2 separate regions of the Drosophila melanogaster genome follow, and region 1 is linked to region 2. A link is a contact called in public Hi-C data. All regions are on one chromosome and are shown on one strand. Each heading gives the region's core, a stretch centred on a gene start, on an enhancer-like site or on the middle of the called end of the contact. The rest is flanking DNA. Distances are from core to core; before and after follow the strand shown. Region 1 holds the start of Orp8 (Oxysterol-binding protein-related protein 8). Region 2 holds the start of MED25 (Mediator complex subunit 25).

The links. A called contact is a pair of places that touch in the nucleus more often than the background predicts.
Region 1: a Hi-C map of the OSC cell line shows a contact between it and region 2, with 2.2 times the contacts expected there. The contact joins the promoter of Orp8 here to the promoter of MED25 in region 2. A contact is called at or near these places in 9 of 107 Hi-C or Micro-C datasets (the D17-c3 cell line, the Kc167 cell line, the OSC cell line and 4 more) and 1 of 6 datasets of contacts at active chromatin or transcription factors (the Kc167 cell line).

What each region holds. Positions count from the first base shown.
Region 1 is chr3R:20,308,045-20,312,860 of dm6, forward strand. It overlaps Orp8 (Oxysterol-binding protein-related protein 8), which reads left to right and starts at 1,300. Exons shown (of 10, transcript NM_001202323.2): 1 at 1,300-1,586; 2 at 1,860-2,594. The coding sequence starts at 2,159.
Region 2 is chr3R:20,007,083-20,011,992 of dm6, forward strand. MED25 (Mediator complex subunit 25) reads left to right here and starts at 1,865. Exons shown (of 1, transcript NM_142597.4): 1 at 1,865-4,630. The coding sequence starts at 1,978. The coding sequence ends at 4,569. Hs6st (Heparan sulfate 6-O-sulfotransferase) reads right to left here and starts at 1,430. Exons shown (of 6, transcript NM_001275821.1): 1 at 1,079-1,430. It overlaps CG17190, which reads right to left. Exons shown (of 2, transcript NM_001260271.1): 2 at 4,694-4,910. The coding sequence ends at 4,798.

The DNA of each region.
Region 1 (4,816 bases), core at 50-2,549, 300 kb after region 2:
CTTTAATTTATGGTCGTACACGAGTAATTCATTTATTGCTTCAGAAATAAAGTTGTTAATTCATTAAAATTAATTATCGAAAACGACCGATCCATATTTCCCATGACATCTTCTAGATTCTGGTGCGCAATGTTAAGATATTGCATGGGTTCAATCCAAATGTTATATACAAACCATAATTGTAACAGTTTTGTGGTCAGCTATAATCCCCATTTAAGGTAATACAAGCAGATTAAAAATAGATCTAGAGTTTCGAATCAGATGGTCGAACCGGGTATTGATTTAAAACTCCCACGTTGTATTTTTCAACAAGACTACAGCATGAAACCCACGTCACATCATTAAATCAATGGAGCCATGTTAGTATACTAACATAGGAAGATGGTGATCTAGGAGAGAACAGGACATCTGGTAGTCGAGTCTTCCAGAAAAATGCGAAAAAAGAATTAACTAAATAAACTTAAATGTAAATGTAAAAGTAAAATTACATATTTGATTAAAAGTAACTGTAGTGGTAAAATCTAAAATTCGACGAGTTTTATTTATTTATTTGATATATTTCATCCAGCTTATAGAACGAGTTTAAATGATGATTCAGCAAACTTTAGCACAAATAGAATAAGCATAAAATAATATTATTTTTTATATATAAAATTTGCGATGGGAATTTTTCAATGAAAGTACATTTAGTTCTCAAAAATAGGTTCACCCTAACGAAAGCTCGTCCACTGCAAAGAGCGAACAGTGTCAGTCACCTTTTCCATTTCTAAAAAAAAACGAGAGAAGTAAATTCTTTATTTTTTCGTAAAAATCGGCTCACTTCCACAAAAAATAAGCAATTGTGTCCAATTAGACACAAAATATAAGTCATTTTGAAATCCGCGCCTCTTTACCGATAATAAATAACAAAAACAATCGGTAAGCACACTATGTTTTGTCTGCTCAGAATTTGAATTTACCGTCCCCGTTTAGCATTTACGTTCACAACATGACGAACTCAATTTCAAATGTTAAAAATTTACGCCTTTTGGCAGACTATAAAGGCCGGCGAGCTTGACGAGTCATACCAAAAGTCGCGCAGACACATTGGGATGATGTTGAAGAAATTGACGGAAAGCATTTTAAAATCCTCGAAATCTACTGCCACTGACGTCTAATATTTTGTTACGTCCCGTCGACAGGGCTTTAAAACAGGAACTATCGATTTATCGATACACGCAGGTGCTACCAGCTGACTGTCCCGGCATTTTTTTGCGCTATGTGGCAGCTCCAACTTGATGTAATCCTCCCCAAAAAACAAACGGAACAAAAGGAATAGAAAAAACACGAAAAGCTTGTTTCGCTCTTCCAGCGTCTTTCTTGGCCGCGTCATGAAAATAATAAATGGAACGCGGGGGGTGGTGACGTCGGCAGTGCTGGATGAGCTCATACGAAAGCGAAAAGAAACAAGTTTAGCTTTTTGGAATACGGGCGACTACGACTGCAGCTTCAGTTTCAGTTGAACGCGAATCGCCAGCGACAGCGGACCGCCTGGGAGCGATAGAGAGAGCGATAGAGCCGCGAAAAGAAAAACGAAAATCGAAAAAGTGTGTGACAAAACAAGTGTGCGAGTGTGTGTGTGTGTGCGTGTTAGAATTATATTAGAGTTGGTATCAGTATAAGTACAATTCTAAGCAGAATCGCGCTTTTTTTGTCACTAATTGGAACCAAGAATATCGAAAAAACGAGCAGATTCCAAGAGCGTGTTACGTGGCCGTCTTTCCAATTGGACAACTGACCAGCTGAGCTGCTGAAAACAGTTCTAATCGGAGACTTGACTATTGAAACATTAAAATACAATCATAATTTAATAATTCCAGGCAAAATCAACTGTAAGAAACCAAAATTCTAGTGCGAAACAAATTAAGAACCTACGAGTGGGTTAAAACGGTGGAGCGGCTAAAACAAAATCAATAATTGGCCCTGCGTCCGGCCCTGTGTGCGTGTGTGTGCTTTTGTGCGCCAGTGTGAGTGTGGGTAAGCGTGTTCTTGCGTGTTTGTGAGAACGACAATTGGAGCAATGCCTGCTGATTGATAGCAAACCAAAAAAAAAAACATATAAAGGAATCAATTAAGCGAAGAATAACCAAACCTAATTAAGTGCAATAACTGAGTGATCATGCAGCAGCCCGCAACGCCCAGCACGCCTGTCAATAATGCACCTTCGGCCACCCCCTCTGCCGCCAGCGGGCCTGCTGCCTCTGCGCCCGCGGTGGCCAGCAGCACCCCCATACGCATAAACAGTGCCAAGCAGCAAGGTGCGGCGGGGGGAGGGGATACTCTGGCACATCCCGCCACACCGCACTCGCATTCGATGCCCGGAACGCCGCATCAACAACCGCAGTCAAGCAGCGTGCCCACCGGCGGTCACCTGCTGCAGTTGCAGGCGCCCCTGCCTTCGGCGGGTGGCGGAACGGGAGCCGGTGCTGTGACCCCCTCTGGTCTGTCCATGGGCGCATCCAACCAATCGCTGGGCGTGAGTGTGGGCGCCGCCAGCAGCGTCAGCGGAATCAGCATCACGCCGCCGAATAGCGCCGGACTGCGTCAGTCGACAGGTGAGTGGAACCCCCTTTTACCCGCCCCACTCTCTGTTGTCGTGTTCTTTTCCCCCCGCTTCTTCTCCTCTCTATTACTCTCTTTCAATGTCACTCATACACACTTTTCGAATTGATCAATCGCAATCGAAGCTAATGCAAACGAAACGATTCGCACATGAAAACACACACTCACACAATTGCGGTCAAAAAAATAGCACAAAAGAAGTTTATTTCGCTGACTAATCAAACGTAATTTCCCCAAGAAAATTTCAGACCTAGTTCTTGATAATCTTAATCTGAAGTGCTCAATTCTTTGCAAAATTATTCGATTTGCAATTGAGATAGTGAGCTACAATACACATTGCTCTTATTTTTGAAGCAGAAAAAAAATATATGAATTTCTTCCAGAATCTTACAATCTTTTATTTTTAAAGTTTCCCTGGATCACAAGATATTTGAAAAGTGAAAAATATATGTTAAAATTGTAGCCGCGGCGAGTTAATACAGTCGAGTTCAGACTTTAGGACCTTCTTATCTTATCTAAACTTTTATCAACTCAATCATCAATCAGTTATGATACAAACCATCCATAAAGTCATTAACCCAAGTACAAATAGATAACCCCATAAAATGAAACTTAATAATCAAAAAGGAAAATGTCACATAACTATGAGCTATTGTTTTGACCGCACTTGTACAAGCCATGGATTCCGATTGTAGCTTAGAATTTTGTTTCCGTATGCTGTGTGTTTTGCTTGTTTTGATTTCGCTGCTGCTCACATTTCAAAATTCCAGCTCATTCATCAGCCGATTGCCGGCTAATCCGTAATCCGTACCCCTACCCGTACCCCTACCCGTACCCCGCACCCGAATCCCTCATCCATTCGTAGCTCCAAGCCATCCATCCCGGGGGCCACGTTATCGCTTAACACTCGGCTTTTGTTCGTCATTTAGCGCGCTTCCGCTCTGCGGGCCCATTCAGTCATCCATGTGAGATTCGGTCGCTGTTTGGTGTTAATTGACTTGCATACCAGTTGTCTGAGTGGCTCTTCTGTCTAAACTCGTTGGGTTGCTAGGCTACTGGTTTCCCCGGATATTTCGGGGCGGTTATTGCGGTGACAGTCAGTTTGGTTAACTGGCGCTAGCCATTTGCACCTGTGCAAAGGCCACGGATTGCCGTGTTACTTCGTATGCTTACAGCTGATTTTTTAATGCATATATATCCGCTCGAACTGTGCTCATCTGGCGGCAGTGGGTCTTAATTGACAGGGTAATTAAGTTCTTTGTGCGGATTATACGAGTAATTGAGTTAATAGGCACTTCTCTTGGATTGAAAGGGAAAGTAACAGTCATTCCCCTAAAGCGCAATAATCGGATAAGAAAGCATTTCTTTAGCCACATGGCTCAGTCGTTTTTCAAACTAATATTATTATCTTCCTTCTTAAATGTGTCAAGTGCAAATTACATTAGCTTTTTAAAGTCTTAATAGGTCGAGATTCTTTCGCTTGCTTTCCGAGTAATTTTATTATCTTCCCATACAGATGGCATCAATTTCTGTTGACGTTTTTATATTTATCGCAATATTAGGATCTAATTAAAACATTTTTCATCGTCGTTTCTCTTGTTTGTATATATGTATATATAAACAAAAAACAAGACCATATGTGACGTTCAACTGGCAGTCTATATACAGTTTTTTATATTTTTTCAAATGATTGAGATGAGGTCATTTTCCAGCTGTTAGAATCAAGACTATTATTAGTTACAAGGATTGTAATATATTATATTCATTCTATAGGCAACTTTTAATTGATATAAATGATTCAAGAATATCAGTCATTCAGCTGTCCAATAAAAGAAGAGTTTAATCATAACAACTTTTATTAGCTCACCTATTATCATTAAAAGTTTGAAACTGGCTAGCATTTGCACTAGTTTTTGATTTCATATTTTATGTGCTTTATTGATTAGCATTTGCATTTTGCTTTCCATCGAACTGGTGGAGAGAAAACAAATAGTTGGGGCTTAGTATGGTCAATGGGGGTTACCTGGTAACCAATGTCGGTCTACGGGATTTTGCACACGCACCATTTGCTTGAATGTCATTGTTGTTTGTTGCTGTTTTATATCGTTTGCTTTATGGCGTGCAACTGTCATTAATTTTTTATACGCATGCTGTATTTCTTTATTGCCCAGATATATGTATATCCATAACTAAACACTATCTCCGTACAAATATG
Region 2 (4,910 bases), core at 615-3,114:
ATCTTAAATTAAATTTCCACGCGCGAATGCGATCTGCAAATGTATAGCGTAACGATAAAATACATAAATCAACCAATAATGACGCAATAGTGGAAAGTGAATGGCGGAGCCGAAAGCAATGCATTTAGTATACCCTTAATCAATTAAAAATACGTTTAAATACGTTTATTATTTAAAGCAAAAAACCTACATCCGTACATGATAATACGTGCAATTACTCAAATAATAACTTATTATAGTTAAAAAATAGTTTGTACTTATTTCATTTAATATTTAAATTATCTAGTGATTCTTTATTTATAAGAACATATTGTAGTTCAGTTATAAAAATAGTTATCAATAATATGGTAAATATAATGAATGAACAGCCTTTGTTGTATGGGTGATTATTATCACAAGTCGCTTTATCTGGCTTCGATATTGTTTATATGTGATAAACCCGATTGGAAAATGCGTAACATATTAGGGTTTGAATGATATTGACTACATGCGAGTAAGTTGCATTTAGGTAGGGTATTTAAATGTACAAACACCCAACTAAAATAACTGGCGATCGGCAGTCGGAGTGACGCCCAAGCATAACTGGTGCCTTATATTTATGTAGGCGCTTTTTACTTCACGATCGGTGCTTCTGTAGCGATCACAATTATTGTAAACAAATGGAAAAGTTGCTTATTGGCAAATTGGACTAACAGAGAGACAAGAAAAAAAAGGCAGATGTGGCGAAACATGTTGCCAGGCAACAATAACAAAAAAGCATGCATGCTGTGCACACATGGCCGTTTAATTCACTTCTCTGTACTCTAAACTATACTTAAACCATGCTAATTGCCTACCCAAATTATCAGGTTTTTCGAGGCAGTGACGTCAGGGCAAGGAGTATAATTATAATAATAGAATCAAACGATTTAGCAACATTGCAGTAAAAAAAAACAGAAGCAAAGGGGAGCAACAAAAACAGAGAGAGGGCAAAATAAGAGAGAGGACAACCAGACAGAGCGAGATGCCAAACAACAGCTGTTCTTCTTGCCAGATGCGAAATGGGCAATTTAATGAAATTTATCTAGATTTCACTCACTTTTCACTTGCCAAACGTCGTGTTTGTGCACTTTTCACAATTGTCGCGGCGTCACACGTTTATTTATTTACATTTCTCTGCGTTTCAGGCGCTCGCACGCTCAATTAGCGCGCTTTCCGCTTTGTGCCACACATTCTGTGCCAGCCACAAAAAAGCCCGCAATTCGCACTTTCATGTGTTTTCGGCTATTTCTGCGATCGTTTTTCCTGCACTTGCACTGCTCAATAGCTAATGTTTAGTTAATTGACACTTTCTAAGCGTTTTGCGTATATTTTTTACGAATTATTTTGGCAAAACGACGCGGTACCAGCGTCAACGTCCGCATTCTTCAAAATCGGCGAATGAACTGAACAAAACGAACTGCGCAAGTTGGGCAATAGGAACAGCTGACCGCGCTGCCAGACTGCCGAACGGAAACTCGCTGCGAGAGTCTGGCAGCACTTGCAACCATCGATATAAACTATTGGTAACGAATATTTAAAGAATTAACTTTATAGTTCCATTGAAAATACATACATAAAACAACTATAATTATGATACCTAACATAAAACATCGTAATATCTTATTTATAGTTATCTTTTGTATGCAATATTCAATTTTAAGTTAATTAGATAAACACCAAACGTTTTTTTATTTGTGAAAATAGAAAAAGAATTCAATAGAAACAAGTTTTCAAGGCAATCTGCATATTCTTAAATCCAACTTTATGGGCACTTTTGAATATTCATTTATTTTGCAGCCCTAGCAATCGCTGAGCGATAACCATAAGTTGACTATCGATAGCAGCAGAGCGATATGCAAAACAAACGAAAAAAGTAAAAGAGCGGTGTAAAGCAGACAACATAGTTTACATTTTTTGCAACAAGTTTTTCAACTTAAAGCCAACTCCCATCGTCCAATGGAGGTGGACCAGATTCCCCTGGCCGACGTGGTCTTCGTCATCGAGGGCAGCGCCATCAACGGAGCCTACATCAACGAACTAAAGACCAACTACATCCTGCCGACTTTGGAGCACTTCACCACTGGCTCCATCGACGAGCGGGAATACCTGATTGCGGAGCGCTTTGCCACTCTGTACGGTATTGTGGTCTACCGTACAGCGGCCAATCTGCTGGAGCCAGTTTGTTCAACCTATGGTCCCTTTCTGCAGCCCCAAAAAGTGATGGAGACGATCGAAAGATTGCCACTAGTGGGAGGCGGAATGGAGTCCTGTGCCCACATGGCCGAAGGATTTGCTGCGGCCCACGGCTGTTTTGATGACATCAGCGAAAGGCGCCAGTTGCTCGATCAGACCAGCGTCCAGAGGCACTGCATTCTCATCTGCAACAGTCCGCCGTACCAGATGCCCACAACGGAGTCGTGGAAGTATCCGGGCAAATCATGTGAGCAGCTGGCGGCGCTCTTCAACGAGCGCAAAATCAATCTCTCCATTATTGCGCCACGCAAGATGCCGGTGTTGTTCAAACTTTTCATGAAGGCCGACGGAGATCAGCCCATTACGAGCAAAAACTATGCCAAGAACATAAGACACCTAGTGCTTCTAAAGGGATACAGCCTCAAGGAGAGAGCACCTAGTCCCAACAGCATGGCGGCCCAAATGGCTGCACCCAATGCGGCACAGGCTACAGTGCAGCAGCAACAACAACAGCAACAAAATCAAGCTGGTCAGCAACAACAAGGGCAGGGCATGCCCATGGACACCACTCCAGCCCAGCAGCAGCAACAGCAACAACAACAGCAGCAGCAACAGCAACAACAAGGCAATCCTCAGCAGCAGGTCATGAACATGAACACGATGCAGCAACAGCAGCCCGGTCCAAATCCCCCAGCGGGCTTACTCAATCCACAGCAGCAGCAGCAACTATTGCAGCAGCAGCAGCAGAATCAATTCGTTTCCAATCAAATGCAGAATCAGAACTTCCAGCAAAACGTGGGACCCGGCCAAAACCGCTGGATGTATCCCAACCAGCCTGGTCAGGCGCGTCCGCCCTTCATGCAGGGAGCAGGCAATGTGGGCGGTGTGGGCCAAGGCGGCGGCATGCAACAGAATCCAAATTCTGCTCTGATATCGCGCATTAATGCGCCGCCGCCGAACCAAACTGTGACCTCGCTGCAGCAGCAGCAACAGCAGCAGGCGCAGCAGCAGCAGCAGCAGCAACAACAGGCCCAACAGCAGCAGCAACAAAGGATGCAGATGCTGAGCCAGCAGCAGATGCTAAATCACCAGCAGTTGCAGCAGCAACAGCAACTGGCCCAGCAACAGCAACAGCAGCAGCAAGGACAGCAACAGCAGCAGGTAAATCCCAATGCAGGAAACAATATGATGCCGGCTAGCAATGCCGGCAACATGTCTAATCCGCAGCAGCAGCAACAACAAGTAGGACAACAGTCGAATCCGCAGCAGCAGGGCAATCCGCAGCAGCAACAGCAGGGAAATTCGCAGCAGGAGCAGGCCTCCTTGAGGGAAAAGATATGGACCGGAGTGCTGGAGTGGTCAGAGAAGCCAAAGTCCGATCAACAGAAGATTCCCCATACACTCCAGTGTACCGTGTGCACCAACATCAAAGATGGCGAGCCCGAGATCAAGGCTGAGAACTGGCCGCCCAAGCTGTTGATGCAGCTAATGCCCAAGCACCTAGTTGGCAATATTGGTGGGCAGTTTCTCAAGGACTCGAAAATGGTTGTTTTTCGACCCACTCCAGGAGAGGCACTCGATTCGCTGGCCAAGATGATGACCTCCGGCTATGCTGGCTGCGTCCACTTCTCCTCCATCCCCAACTCACCAGCCTGTGACCTTAAGGTTCTCATCCTACTCTACACGCCCGATCGCAACGCTTTTCTGGGCTTCATTCCCAATAATCAGGCAATGTTTGTGGAACGTCTGCGCAAAGTCATACAGCAAAAGCAGCACGGCAACATGCAACAGCAGCAGCAACAGCAGCAAATGATGCAGCAGCAAGGCAAGTCGCCCATGGAGCTGCAGCAGCAACAGCAACAACAACAACAGCAGCAACAGATGCAACAGGATAACTCGCAGCAGCAACACTACAACCAGTTCCAACTCAATATGCAGATGGGTGGTGGAGGTCCTGGCGGCGGACCTGGTCCCGGTCCCGGCGGCATGCCCATGCAACAGAATCAAATGCAGATGAACATGATGCAGCAACAGCGAATGCCACTGGGCGTAGGTGTTGGCGTGGGTGTTGGTCCCGGTGGCGTGCCCAATCCAAACCTCCAGCAGCAGTTGCAACAAGTGGCGCCAAACGTCGCCGCAATGCAGCAGCAGCAGGCGCAACAGCAGCAGCAGCGCATGGTGCGTCCCATGATGAGCAACAACAACCCGGGGCTGCGCCAGCTCTTGCAGCACCAGACCACGCCAGGCAATCAGTTCCGGCCGCAAATGGGTGGCCAGAATCCCAATCAAATGGGAGCAGGCGGTCCAATGGTCGGCAATCGCAACTTTGACGACGGAAACTATGAGTTCATGTAGGCTACTTAAGAGTATCGTATAAAAAACCAGAATTAAGACAGTAAAATATTTTATAAAATCCAACTGCAAGTCTTTTTTGGGGTAGTGGCAAAATCTATTTCCCAAAATCGAAATATTAATTTCTCCATTTTCATAACATTTCGTTTATTTAATTAGTAAGAATCAAGGGAAATCCGAATTTGCACAAGACTTATATTAATCACAGAACATAATCTCCGAGAAAGTCCACTAGTTTGCTCCACCGCCGCCGCCCCCCGAGGATGCGGAACTTGCACTTCCAGCGCTAGCGGCAAACACCTTGCGAAGATTCTGCAAGATGCTGAACAGAACCGTTCCCGCGC